Regions from separate parts of the Rattus norvegicus genome. Here region 1 is linked to region 2. The links are chromatin contacts, called in public Hi-C maps. All regions are on one chromosome and are shown on one strand. Each heading gives the region's core, a stretch centred on a gene start, on an enhancer-like site or on the middle of the called end of the contact. The rest is flanking DNA. Distances are from core to core; before and after follow the strand shown.

What was found. Hi-C and Micro-C count contacts between places; a contact is called where the count stands out from the background.
Region 1: a contact with region 2 is called in a Hi-C map of psoas muscle, with 2.5 times the contacts expected there. The contact joins two enhancer-like sites. A contact is called at or near these places in 8 of 12 Hi-C or Micro-C datasets (Schwann cells, frontal cortex, hepatocytes and 4 more) and 1 of 1 datasets of contacts at active chromatin or transcription factors (oligodendrocytes).

Annotation. Positions count from the first base shown.
Region 1 is chr1:47,889,217-47,895,798 of GRCr8, forward strand. No RefSeq gene overlaps it. Among named protein-coding and RNA genes, the nearest start is that of Arid1b, 81 kb to the right of the region's middle. Within about 2 kb of position 4,220, at least 89 of the 93 cell types and tissues checked have an H3K27ac peak or open chromatin away from gene starts, as enhancers often do.
Region 2 is chr1:47,785,549-47,792,265 of GRCr8, forward strand. No RefSeq gene overlaps it. Among named protein-coding and RNA genes, the nearest start is that of Arid1b, 190 kb to the right of the region's middle. Within about 2 kb of position 3,898, at least 13 of the 93 cell types and tissues checked have an H3K27ac peak or open chromatin away from gene starts, as enhancers often do.

The DNA of each region.
Region 1 (6,582 bases), core at 2,970-5,469, 100 kb after region 2:
CAGGAGGAATGAGCTCAAGAAAAATCTGCCAAGCAGCTAGGTTATTCCGTCTATATTTATTAAACAGATGGGTTTGGTACTTACTATAAAGTGAAAGTGTCATGATTTTCTATTGCTATAACTAAACACCGAAGACCAAGAAATTTATAAAGAAAAGAAGTCTATTGAGCTGCCAGTTCTGGAAGCCAGAGATCCAAGACTAGCAGCCACATCTGCTCAGTTTCGGATGTGGGCTCTCTTGCTGGATCCTAATGTGGTTGCGAGCGTCCCACAGTAGCACAGAGCAACTGGGTGTTACAGCCACTCCCTCAGTAACTCATGAAGCTGCACAACCTCCTTTGTTAGACTCCACCCCTTCAAGAACCATTAGCACAAGATTTTGGTTATTACGTTTCCCAAAATTTGGAGCACACATTTGGTGCACCGCCTATCTTATGCGTTTGTTATTTATCAACTCATGGTGCTGTGGGCGAGCCCAACTGGGTAGTTCTGGTTTGGGATCAGACAGCAGCTGATTAAACAGGATGGAAGAACCAGATGGGCAACTGTCAAGGCTGAAGCTTGATGCTATCTGCTGGCTGCTGGATGCAATTTGCATGATATCTACCAGCCGACCTACAAATTATCTCACCTAGACACAATTCCTCAGTCTTGTAGAGTACAACCAGGTTCTGAGAGGAAATGTCCCAAGAGCCAGGATTCCCAGAAATTCAGGAGGAGGCAACCAGATGCTTACTGCGGAGAATCTCATATCCAGTTCATATTCAAGGAGAGACTTCATAAAAAATGTGACCAAGGCACGCAGAGGTGGGAGGGAGATGTGCTGAAGAGATAAACCCATGATCAAGGGTACTTGCTCTTGCAGAGAACCAGAGCTCAATTCCCAGCACCCACATGGCAGCTCACAAACATATGTAACTCTAATTCCAGGGCATATGATAACTTTTGTAACCACCATGGGTTCCAGACACACATGTGTATAAACATGGATTTAGGCAAAACACCCATACACATAAACAAATAAATCTACATGAATACACAATACACTTAGATACATAGATAGATAGATAGATAGATAGATAATAGATAGATAGATGGACAAACAGACAGATGATAGACAGATGCATGCATATTATATGATGTATCATATATAGCACAAATATATTATTTATAAACATTACACAATATGCTTTACATACATTGTTTCATCACATAAATGAGTCTGGGAGGTAAGTATAGTTTTTCCATTTTACCAAAGAGGCATCTGAACTTTAAAGAACTTAAGTCAGCAATCTGAAATTACCAAACAACACTTTCCATTTCTGAAATCCAACCACTGTATCCTCTGCCCTTATAAACTCAGAGATGTCCATCAGCTAGCTTCACTTTCAACATGCAAGATTCTGATCTAAGCAGCAACAATGGGATTAGGGATGAGAACGGTATAGCCTCTGCTTTCAAAGCACCTAGTATTGTCTTCAGGGGGTACAAAGCATTCTCTGTGCAAGCAGAATGACCTGAGTTCCCAGTTCAGATCCCTGGAACCTCCTGGTCCTTCCTGCGACTCAAGCAGAGGCTGAGGCCTAGCTGTCTTTGCTAGGTCCTGCCACCAGTGCTGACTCCTGTTTGCTTATCTGACTTTACCAAACTGGACTCCTGGTGTATCAGTGAGGTGGTTTGTGAGTGGATCGAGCTGCTGCTGCTAACCTGTGAACTGAACTGCCGATTTCCAGACAACACAGACGGGAGTTGCTCCAAAGAACCTTTCTAAACAGGTTCACTTCCCCCAAATCCTTTCAACTACCCGAGGTGAGTAGTGGGGTAAAGGGAGGTTAAAGCATTTAAGGACCATCATTAAAAATAAGGTTTAAAAAAATTAAAGTTACATGTGGTAAACAACAAAGTTTCAATTTTGATGGGCCCTCCAGCCATCACATTAAAGGCAGTCAACAATTTTGGCTCCTATATCTATCTATAGCTTCTGTGATAGAGTCAACCCATCCATGAACGATCTTGCCTTTCTTTTCCTTTCTTTCCTTTTTAGACATGGCCTTGCTATGTAACTCAGGCTTACCTCAGATTTTCAAGCCCCTCCTTAACCTCACCTCACCTCATGCCAACACACCCCGCTGTACAGACTAAACAGTGCAGCATACATGACATTTAGGATGTGTTAGGAATACAAACTGGAGATGATTTACAGAAGAGGTATCCAACCTTCTGACACTGTCACATGACTGCCATCTACAAATGTGCTGTGCGCTACATTCTCAGTCATCATTGGCCACGCGTCAAACAGCACACAGTCACGCAAAGACTATATGAAAATACCACGCTGCGTGAGAGACTGGAACATAAGGAATTCGGAATGGGGAGGTGCTGAATGGAGAACTTTATTGGGAATATCCAAGGGAAATTACACTGAGAATGCTTTTTTGATCCCTTTGTATATTCTTTAGAGACAGAAAGAACAAGAGTAAGAAAGACGTGGATGAAGATTGAGGACTGGCATCCAGGAGCCCAGTCAAGAGCTGCTAGAACTCTTCTAAAGGAAGCTCTCCAGCACATTGTTCTTGGGATGTTCTCTCCACGAGGAAAGGGTTGTCTTTGTTGAACGTGTAAAAATTTAAATACTATTGATTCTCTTCCAACAGGCCAGGCAGACAGGAGTGAGAGAGTATATGTGTGGGTGGGTGTGAGCCTGGCTTTAAAGAAAGCTGCTTTCCCTTTTCCTCTGTAGTAGGTGGAGTGCCATGAAAACCTTCAACTGTTTTATACGTTGTTGATCACTTGCACTACCTACAGGGCAATAATTTTCTACTCTGTAAGGCAATCAATATGCTATCTACTACCATTGGCTCCCTCCATGCCCTTCTCCTTACCCTCACGGTTTTGAGACGTTTTTTAAAATTATAACTTCTTTAAAGTTTCCATTTTAAGCCTTTGGTTTTGTTCAAAGCTGTTAGTTTTCGACTTAAGGGAAATTTTGTTTGTTTGTTTGTTTGTTTCTGCTCTCAACTGTTATAAGCCCCATAGTTTAGTTTTAAGGACTCGAGTCACAGTATACCTTATTTGTCCCCTTGTGTCTGCTACTGCAGCCCTGGGTGTTTTGTATAATGCATGAGTGAGCCCCGCTTAGAAATAGAAATGCATTTTCAATAAGTATTTATTATGTTGTTCTGAGCATACAGCTTTAAATTTGCCCGCTGTAGCTTGAAGCATTACACAAACTGTTGGTCTGCCGACTGCCTCTCTGGCAGCAGCACACAGAAAATAGATTGCTAAGGGTTTTTTCCCCCCTCCTCCTCCCCCTCCTCTCTTCCCTCTCTCCCTCCCTCGATTTTCCTTTTTCTCGTTTTCTCTAAACCAGTCTTGAACATTTTTTTAAAAAATCTTGTGGCATTTTTAATCAACACGTATTTCCTTCCAAGACCTATGCTCCTCTATTGATTCCCATTAAAATGCTTTTCTTTTCTTTGACCCCCTCTGCTGATCGAATTTCAGATCAGCCACAGGATATGCAACTAACCTTCCGGCACTACTGAACCCAGCCGAGCGAGGGTGATCAAAAGACTTGATGCATTCATTAAACATTCCCCTCGCCCGGGCAGAAGCTCTAATGGAAGCTATCTTTTTGCACGGCAATCCTCCCCCCCCCCTTTTTTTTTTGTCTTTCCCTCCACCCTCCAAAAGAAAAAAAAAATGTTTTTTTGCCTTTGATCGCAAGGGAGGGGAGGGGGGAGAACATGAGAACAAAAGAGACCTATCTTTTCCCCCCGGGCTGACGTCAGTTTGATTTTACTGACAACTATTCGAGCGTGCGGAGCAGTTGGAAGCGGCCCCAGCCGCCCCCGCCCCCCACACCTTCCACTTTGGGGAGAAACTAAGACTTTTAGCAGCTCCGGAGACGCGCCCTGAAAATGGCCCGCTCGGCAAAGGGCATCCGAGGCTTATTTGTGTGGCACGATCTTTACTGGGGCGGAAAACACGCGGCGGGGGAGGAGCGGGAACGGGCGCAGCGGGGCGGGGAGAGCCAGGAATGTTCCTTCCCGGCTGCGAGCCCGAGGACGCGGGCCGAGGAAACAGGCCCCGCCCGGCCGTCGCGGGTCCGGGCGCGGGCGGCTCCGGGCGGCTCCGGGCGGGGCGGCGGCGCGAGGGTTCCGGCCTGACGGAGCCGGGGGAGCAAGGAGCCCGCGACCCCTCCGGCGCGCGTGCGCGGTGCGGCCCTCACACACACCACCGCCACCAACCACCCCCGGCCGCGGAGGCCTCTGCGACGCCTGTCTCCGCTCCGGGAGCGCGGCGGGCGGCAAAACCCGGTCCGGATGGGGTGCGGATCATACTGCGTGGCGTAGAGGCCCCGCTCCGGCGTCCTCCACCCTGCTGGAGAAGCCTTCGAGTTCCCAGTCGGGCCCCGGAGGCAAAGCCTCGGCCGAGGGCAACGCCACATCTGCGGTTGCCAGGACCCTAAGATGTATGAGCGACCTGAACCGTTTCTGGAAAAGTCATATTTTCCAGGCTTTCGTGAAGTAGTCACCGCTCCTGTTCTAAATCTGGAGGCGGCTGTGTATCTATTTCAGGGAGAGAGGAAGAAGTAAAAACTAGACCGGACTCCGGGAAACGTGGGCAGCGAGGTTGGACCGTGCCTGAGGTCCACTCAGTCCCCGTGACTCCTCAGACCTGGGTGTCTTCATTAGCTTAGGGTGTGTTAGGGGGCTCTGCAGGGAGGGGATTAGCATGGCCCAAAGGCTGGGGGCGTGGCTGGGGTAGAGGTTTAGGGTTCACCCCAGCAGCTGGACAGAATCCAACTCTTCTTTTAGGGTCTTGATTTTTCCCAAGTGGAAACATGCATAAAATAAAAAGTCAGTTTTTCATTTGACACCTTGTGTGCACTGCTGTCTTTTTTTGGTTTATTTTTGAGATGGTTGGGATGGAACCCAGAGCCCTTTGCCTGCTAAGCAACTACAAGTCTCTGCCAACTGAACTGTGTCTCCGACCACCCCTCTGGAATAGTTTGAGTATGTGTATGTGTTTCTAACCATCTCCAAACGGCTGTGAGGATCCCCAAGTATGAGTAGCAAGGTTTATTATTTTGGTATTTGCCCTAGGCCCTAGGCCAGTGTTCACCATAAGCACTGAGTACATTTTTCTGGATGAGTGTATGTTGGCAAGAATGAAGTCCTGGGAAGCTAGCATGAGGATCATTAACTTTAATTGAGTGGGGGGGTCAGGATAGGCTTCATGAAAGGTTAGTCCATTGAACAGAACCTTGGGGACCAGCCACAGATGACAGGAAAGGCACTTCCACATTGAGGTCAGAAAGTGAGCAAAGGAGTGAATGTACGATAGGAACATAGTAGGGCTAAGTAGTAATGTTAATATGTGATACAATAGAGAACATGGACAAACAGGAACCACAAAAAAAAAAAAAAAGCAAAGAGCTGTAAGCAGTTTTGGTAACTTCAGAAAATGTACACGGAATGAAAAATGCCAAGAAAAATCTCTGAGTTGGGAGTTAGGGAGGCACTGAGGGAGTTGGGGAGACTATGAGGTTCTCTCTGGAAAAAGACGTTAAGTGTGGAACCGATGTTTTCATTAAACATCTTTGGCCATTAGGGTCTTTCTCATTGGTGAAGACATGAGTTGATTTAGAAACAGAAAGGTATTAGTCATCTCTGTAAAGAGATGGGATGCGCTGGAGACAAGATAAATGTCTGCCTTCAGGAATGCTAAATAAATGGTGGCAAGGTCACAAAATGGAGAGCGAGGGAATGTGTAGTGAAGACATCAAAAATATAATTCAGGACGGGAGGGATGGCTCGGCCTTTAAGAGCATCCGTTGCTTTTGCAGAAGGCTCATCTTGGTTCCCAGTACCCACAAGTCACCTCATAATTGTAACTCCAGCTTCAGGGACTCAGCACCAGGCACACACATGCTGCCCCACGTATATGAAGGCAAAACTCACATACATAAAATATAAATAATCTTAAGCCACACTGCAGAGCTGGAGAGATGCCTACTAGTAAGATTCTTACACTGCAAACACAAGCAACAGAGTTCCATTCCCAGAACCCACATAACGATCTTTGGTGTGGTAGTGTGTGTTTCTAATTCCAGCACGGAGGAGATGGAGACTCAGATCCCTGGGGCCCCCTGGCCAGCTAACCTAGCCTACTTGGCAAGCTCCAGGGTAAAGAGAAGCCTTGTCTCAAAAATCAAAATGGGTGCCTCCAGAGGACTAAGACCTGCCAGGACCTGAACAGCTTTGGACGTAACCTTACTGGATCAAAGGGGAATGAGGAAACGACAGACACACATTCACCTATACAGAAAAGGGGACAAGGGTAGGCAGCAACCTGGATAGACACACACCAGCAGCCCTGGGTGGGTCTCTGTAGGGGATCAGTACCAGGCTGAAGTCATCTTAGAAGAGACAATCGTGCTTCATGATTTTGCCTCACACTGTCAACATCCTTATTCAGACCAGGAAAAGTTCTTGTGATTCCCATGGTTCCTAACCTGTGGGCCTCAACCCCTCTAGGGGTTGAATGTTAGATATCCTGTATATCAGACATTTACAT
Region 2 (6,717 bases), core at 2,648-5,147:
ACCAACAGCGCTTGTTGCGCCTGCTCGGCTTTAGGCCTCTTTCTCTTGTCCCTAATCCTGACTCTTCCCCCACCCTCTCTGTGTACTCAAGCTCCTTACGACCCTGCTCTCCCCTCACTGAGGCCTGGCCTTGGACCTGTGGCTGTGATCAAAATGCACCCAGGCTCACCTGGGGTCCTTCTGCCTCTGACATGAGAGAAGCATGACCCAGATTTGAGGGGCGTCTTCAGCTAAGTCCCACAGGAAAGCCCTAAGGCCCATGGCTGCAGATGACCCAGGGGGAAACTGTGACAAGAGGTAAAAACAGTCACTGTCCGTGGGAGCCCGAGATTTTTCCCCTCATGTTTGCTGCGCGGCGTTGCCTAGTTTGAGTGCTGTCTCATGGGGCTGCTTGTTACTTGTAGAGCGAAATCCAAATTCCATAGCACGCTGATACCCAAGCCTACTTTCGGTTCCTTAAAATAGCCTTGCTTCGCTACACCAGGAATCTTTTCGGCTCTTCAACTGCCCGCTTTTGTTATGTCAGCGACCCCGTTAGACTTCGGCTTAAGAGCAGCTCCGATAAGCAAAGAGCCCCTGACCCCTTAGCCGACCTGGCACCCGCCCTTACCTCTGTAGGGTACACTGGGTTTGTAGTTTGTAATTCTCTTGGTCATTACAATGTACGTCATACTTGAGGTGGGGCGGGAGGGAGTCGTTTGTTTTTTGTTTGTTTTGTTGGTGATGGTGGTTGGTTGGTTGATTTTAATGTTTTTTTTGTTGTTGTTGTTGTTGTTGTTGTTCTTATCTAATGCCTATCCCCGGCTGCCGATGCATTCTGAAAGTCTCAAAGAATGCTTGGTAATCCTTGGGTCCAAGAGCTAGCAAATATTCTGACTCATAGTAGGTCTTCAGTGCCCTTGGTGAGCCATGGGGAAAAGACTAACCACCTCAAGAGAGGGTTATGAAACAGAGCAACTGTTAATTGTTCAGCTGGTAATGTGCTGAGCTCCCTGATGAAATGCTTTCATTCCATTGAAGACGAAGACAGTAACCAGGTATAGTTGTGTAGACACCTCTCTTCTACATCAGCCACCTCCGCCTCTGGAGAGAGGTTAAACCACTCCATATTCCTGTGGTAAGAGGTCTGGTCTCAGAGCCCATGGGACACCAGAACGTCCAGAGGCTTGTTGGGATCACAGATCGTCAGAAGGACTGATTTACTGCACAAAGTGGACTTCTGTCCCGTTCCAAAGGGTTCTCCACGTGGAAGAGCCTTGACCTTCTGATTTGCAAAGCATTTCCCCTTGCAAAGCAAAAAAATGAAGAGAAGAAATAGTGTCTTGGGGATTTCATGTTGGCTACAAGGAAAGCCCTGAAAGGGTCAGAGATCATCTGTCTCCCCACATTCCATAACCACGCCCCCTACCCAGCGCTGCCTCTCACTGGGAATGTGCACCTTTTCCACCCAGCAACAGCCATCCCGGACACCACAGACCAGTGCCTCCCCTCTTTTAGATGCCACACGTCAGCTTTCTTCAGTAGATCTGGGAGCACGGAGAGAAAATGGGACTCTCATTTCCATTTGGGTCAAGATAAAGTTCATCTGCCCTGCAGGATGAGATCAAAGCATGACACAAGTCCCAGGGGGAGGGGGCTTCTCGCCCCAGGAGGGGCTCTTGGTACCCTTGAGCTTCATCCCTACAGGCCCTTCTGTGATGGTTTGTGTAGACTCAGCACAGGGAGTGGCACTATTAGAAGGTGTGGCCCTGTTGGAGGAGGTGTGTGTCACAGTGGGTGTGGGCTATAAAACTCTCATCCTAGCTGCCTGGAAGGGAGTATTCTGTTCAAATGAAGATGTAGAACTCAACTCCGCCTGCACCATGCCTGCCTGGATGCTGCCATGCTCCCACCTTGATGATAATGGACTGAACCTCTGAACCTGTAAGCCAGTCACAATTAAATGTTGTCCTTATAAGAGTTGCCTTGGTCATGGTGTCTGTTCACAGCAGTAAACCCTAACTAAGACGCCTTCCAAGGCACAAATGGCACAAAGGTATGAAGGAGGGACAGTCTACTTTGGTCTGGGCCTTGAACTGAAAGGATTACAACTTGAACTGGAATTTCCTCACCAACAGGACCATTTTTCAGGCCACAATGACATCTCGGTCACATGTTTTACTGTAGCAGCAAGACCTGAGTTCAGTGCCCCCAGAACTCATAAAAAAGCTAGGTGTTGAAACAGTGTGTAGTCTTAACCTCAACCCTGGGGAGGCGGAGAGAAGTGGAGCCCTGGGGCTTGTTGGCAACCCAGGCTAGCCCACTCACTGAGTTCCAGACCAATGAGAGATTTTTGTCTCAGAAATAAATAAAGTAGATGTCACCTGAGGAATTAGACCCAACATTGTTGTCTGGCCTCTACACACACACACACACACACACACACACACACACACACACACACCTCCTTTTCTGGGAGTCTATGTAAGAGGCCAGTGTTGGTCAGTGAAGGTGAAGTGGGTCAGAGGTCAGGAGAAGAGAAGCCTCAGGATGAATGTCCAACAAGGAACATCATGGCACAGAGGGTACCAACAAGCTGGTATGCAGCCTGCACCACCAGGGTGGCACACATCTTCAAGAACGAAGCTGGAGGTTGGAGAGATGGCTCAACTGTCTTCTCCTCCCCTTGCCAGTTGGGTCGTTTCGTTTTACTAGTGTCACAGGCTAAGTCGTGTCTCCACCCCATCCTACATCCACTAGCCTTCCACATGTTCTTGCTGGAAGTCATAATCAATGATACTTTGGAATGTATCCTCTTAACGAGAGAAAGTTTTTTTTATAAGGAAATTAAGATGGGGCCCCCAGGATGGGCTCTAATCCGGTATGGCCAAAGCTGTTATAAAGAGGTCGTGGCACAGACACACACACAGAGGAAGCCCTGTGAGGACACAATCTATATACAAGTGAAGGACTAAAAGCAACCCTGCCAACACCTTGACCTCAGTCTGCTGGACTCCAGAATGCTCTGAAGTTTCTGTGATAGCGCCAAGTGTCTGTTCCTGAGCAGAAGCTGCCTGATCAGCTCCTACAGTTCACAACAGTGTCTGCTCCCTCCCATCCACGCAGACTCAGAATGAGTGACAAGAAAAGACAACCTGATGTTGCCAGGGTAACTGTCCACACATCGGGATCATACTGTTGGGATGGTACAGTAGTTGGGCATGTATAACATACAGGGAACCCCAAAGAGAAATGGTGATTAAATGATTGGAAGGTAGCTAATGATTGGCTGGAAGGGAGCTAATGATTGGCTGGAAGGGAGCTAATGATTGGCTGGAAGGGAGCTAATGATTGGCTGGAAGGGAGCTCAGTTGCTGGAGTGTTTTCCTAGCATGCAGATGCCCTGTGTTCTAGCCCAGGCATTCTATAAAACAAGGCATGGTGGTGTGCCCTCAAGGGGGCAGAAGGATAGGACGATTTTCTTAGCGGAAAAATGAGTTCATGGCCAGCCTGGGACATTTTAAAAAAAATACACACAACCCTGTTTTTAAAAAATAACGAGAAGAGGAAGAAGAGGAGGAGGAAGGGGGAAAAATCATCGTTTTCACAAAGTTATTCTTACAGTGTTTGCTGCAAATTTACATTTTTTATTTTTTTATTTTTATTTTATTTTTTTTTAAGTTTTTAAGCTCCATGGTCCCTTAGATAAATAAGCCGACACTTAAGCAATATTAATAGGGAGGAACCAACAACTAAAAATAAGCTGCCTCCTTTTAGCACAGCCCTAGAGCCCTGTGGATCCTCTTGCAAGGCTGGCCTCAGCTGCCACCTGCTTCTGTCCCCGGGGGCTGGGCTCGAAGGCTAGGTGTCATGTATCCCCGCCCTGCCGCTGAGCTAGCTCTCCTGGCTGGCACCCATAGCCTGCCTCCCAGATCCTGTGGAGCTCCAACTCACAGAGCAAGGGGATGGCGGCGGGGACACACTAGGGTCCTGCCTTTCCACTGTGCACAGCAAGCTCCATGACACACTCCACTACTAAACCAGAATAAAAGCCAGCCGGGCGGGTGCCTTCCCCACACCACTCGGTGAGGCTGCATAAGCTGCTGGCGAGCAGAGAGTCCCGTGAAGGAACTGTTTAAAGAAAGTGGCCTGCTTGCTCAGCACGGAGTCATTCTGCAAGGATGCTGGGGTGTCCTAGAGACACTTCCACTCTGCTTGTTTTCCCTGCCCTGCTCTCTGCTCCCCTTGCAACATGCACTCTGTCCTCCTTACCCGCCTACCCACAAGCTCTCCTTGCCCTACTCTCCTCGCCCCGCCCTCCTTTAGCTGTGGGTATGCATAATAAGAGAAATCTCTTTCCTCAAACCCAAACCGCACGTACATTTCTGAGTCTGTCAGCCACTGTGTCTAGCAGCTGTCATCCCGACAGCACACCCTATCCTGCCTCAACACCTCTTGCTCCTCGTGCATCTCTGGACATTCAGCACAGGGAACGGGGTTCCCAGACTCCCCAAGAAGGGACCGGGATAGTATGGCTGGATTTCACCCTCATTCTAAGCCGTCTCAGCCCCTTAAATGTATATTTCTCACTTAATCCCAGTTCTTCACACTTGTTTTAGGATATGATTTAACATGAAATGTGAAATATTTGCTTGGTGACACTCGGGTTTAGTCTGCACACTGATTCCATGGTGCTATTCCCCACAGAGAGCTGTAATTTAAGATTGGAGCCAAGGAGAAGTGTCTTGCTCCCTGGGGAGCTCAGCCTGGCCTCCATAAAACCTGCTCAGTGGGAGAAAGCGGGGTACACAGCAGGCAAGCAGCCAGAGTCAACTGCCCCCCAAGGGAGCCCTGCACTCCTGACTCTTGTGGTCCCACATAAAGCACTGAGGAGCTCAAGCGGGAGACCAAGCTTCCCCGCCGTCCTTGCAGGGCACAGCGTTTCCTGTACTCTTTCATCCACTCTTCGGTTTGGGTTTTTTTTTTTGGGGGGGGGGTTGTCTTTCTTTTGTTCATTTGTTTTTTTCCCATCAGCCAGCTGTGGTTTGGCTCAACAGATAAGGTGCTTGGTGTGCAAACATGGGGACTTAAGTTCAAATCCCCAGAACCCATGAAAAGCTAAGTGTGGAAATGCTGTGTGTTATCCCAGTGTTACTATGGTGAGACAGAAGGGAGAGGTGGGAGGAATCCTGTAACGATAAAGAGGAAGGTAAGGATCACACCTGAGATTATCCAGACTATCCACTGACACCCACACACATGCTAAAGTATGTGCCTGAGTGTGCACACACACACACACACATACACACACATACACATACACACATACACACACATATATACATACACACACATATACACACACATATACATACACACATATATACACACATATACACACACACACATACACACACATATACACACACATACACACACATATATACATACACACATATACACACATACACATACACACACATACACACATATACATACACACATATACACACATATACACATACACACACATACACACATATACATACACTTGCACACACATACACACACACACACACACACGTGTGTGTGTATGCAGGTGAGGCCCTGTAATGATGTATCTAACTAGTCCTGCATGCATGATGTTGTAATGTCCCCAGCAGAATCAGTTAGCACCTAACTACCATTTGCCAGGTCCTGGGTTTGCTATGTAGCACTGAAGAATACACTGAGTAGGATTGGTACTAGGATCTCATCATTTTCTGTAGTACCTTGAACAATTCATTCTGAACTTCTCTCTCTCTCTCTCTCTCTCTCTCTCTCTCTCTCTCTCTCTCTCTCCGTGTGTGTGTGTGTGTGTGTGTGTGTGTAGTGTGTGTGATATGCAGATATACATGTTAGTGCGTACAGGTTCATGTGTGTGTGTGTGTGTGGCTATGGATGTATACACTTAGAGACCAGAGGGCAACACCAAGAACCTTCATTCATCCAGTCACTCCCCACCTTCTTTATTATTGTGAGACAGAGTCTCTCACTGCACCTGGAGCTCACCAACTCAGCCAGACCCTTTGACAAGGAAGCCCCTGAGGGATCCCCTTGTCTCTACCTGGCCAAGATGGAGTCACAGACACATGGCTATTTTCCCATGGGCAAACCCAAGCTCAGGTCTTCATGCTGTGTGGCAAGCTTCTTCCAGCTGTGCCCTCTCCACTGTCCCCATTCTAAACCTTTGGCTCGTTTCATTTCCTCCAGAAACAGGACAACAGCAGCCCTGACCTTGTAGGGTTTAATAAGAAGTGATCAGGGGACCATCCCAAGAAAGGCGACGGCAGGAAGGAGGTGACTGACCAATGAAATAAACTAATGAGTGGAGCCACGGCTATCGTAAAACTCGAAAAGTCAGCTGATGTGATACTGCACGGGTAGAGAAACGAAGACATAAAAGGTTTGTATACATGTGCATAGCAATTCAGTGTAGAAAATGAAATCCCAGAGTGGCCCTTCCTCGTGTCGCAGGCCTGGCTGTGACCTGTTGTTGATGGCCTTGGGGGACACCCAGAAAGTACTAGACAGCAATAATGGTAGAGTGGAGGATGAGTCTTCTTTCCAGTTCTGCTGGCTGACTCTTCAGGGCCATGGCGACTCATGCATGCTGACCCAATCCAGAGTTCCCGATCTCTGGGCTAATTTGTACCCAAATTCACTGGTGTTGCAAACCAAGACAGATCTGATACACAT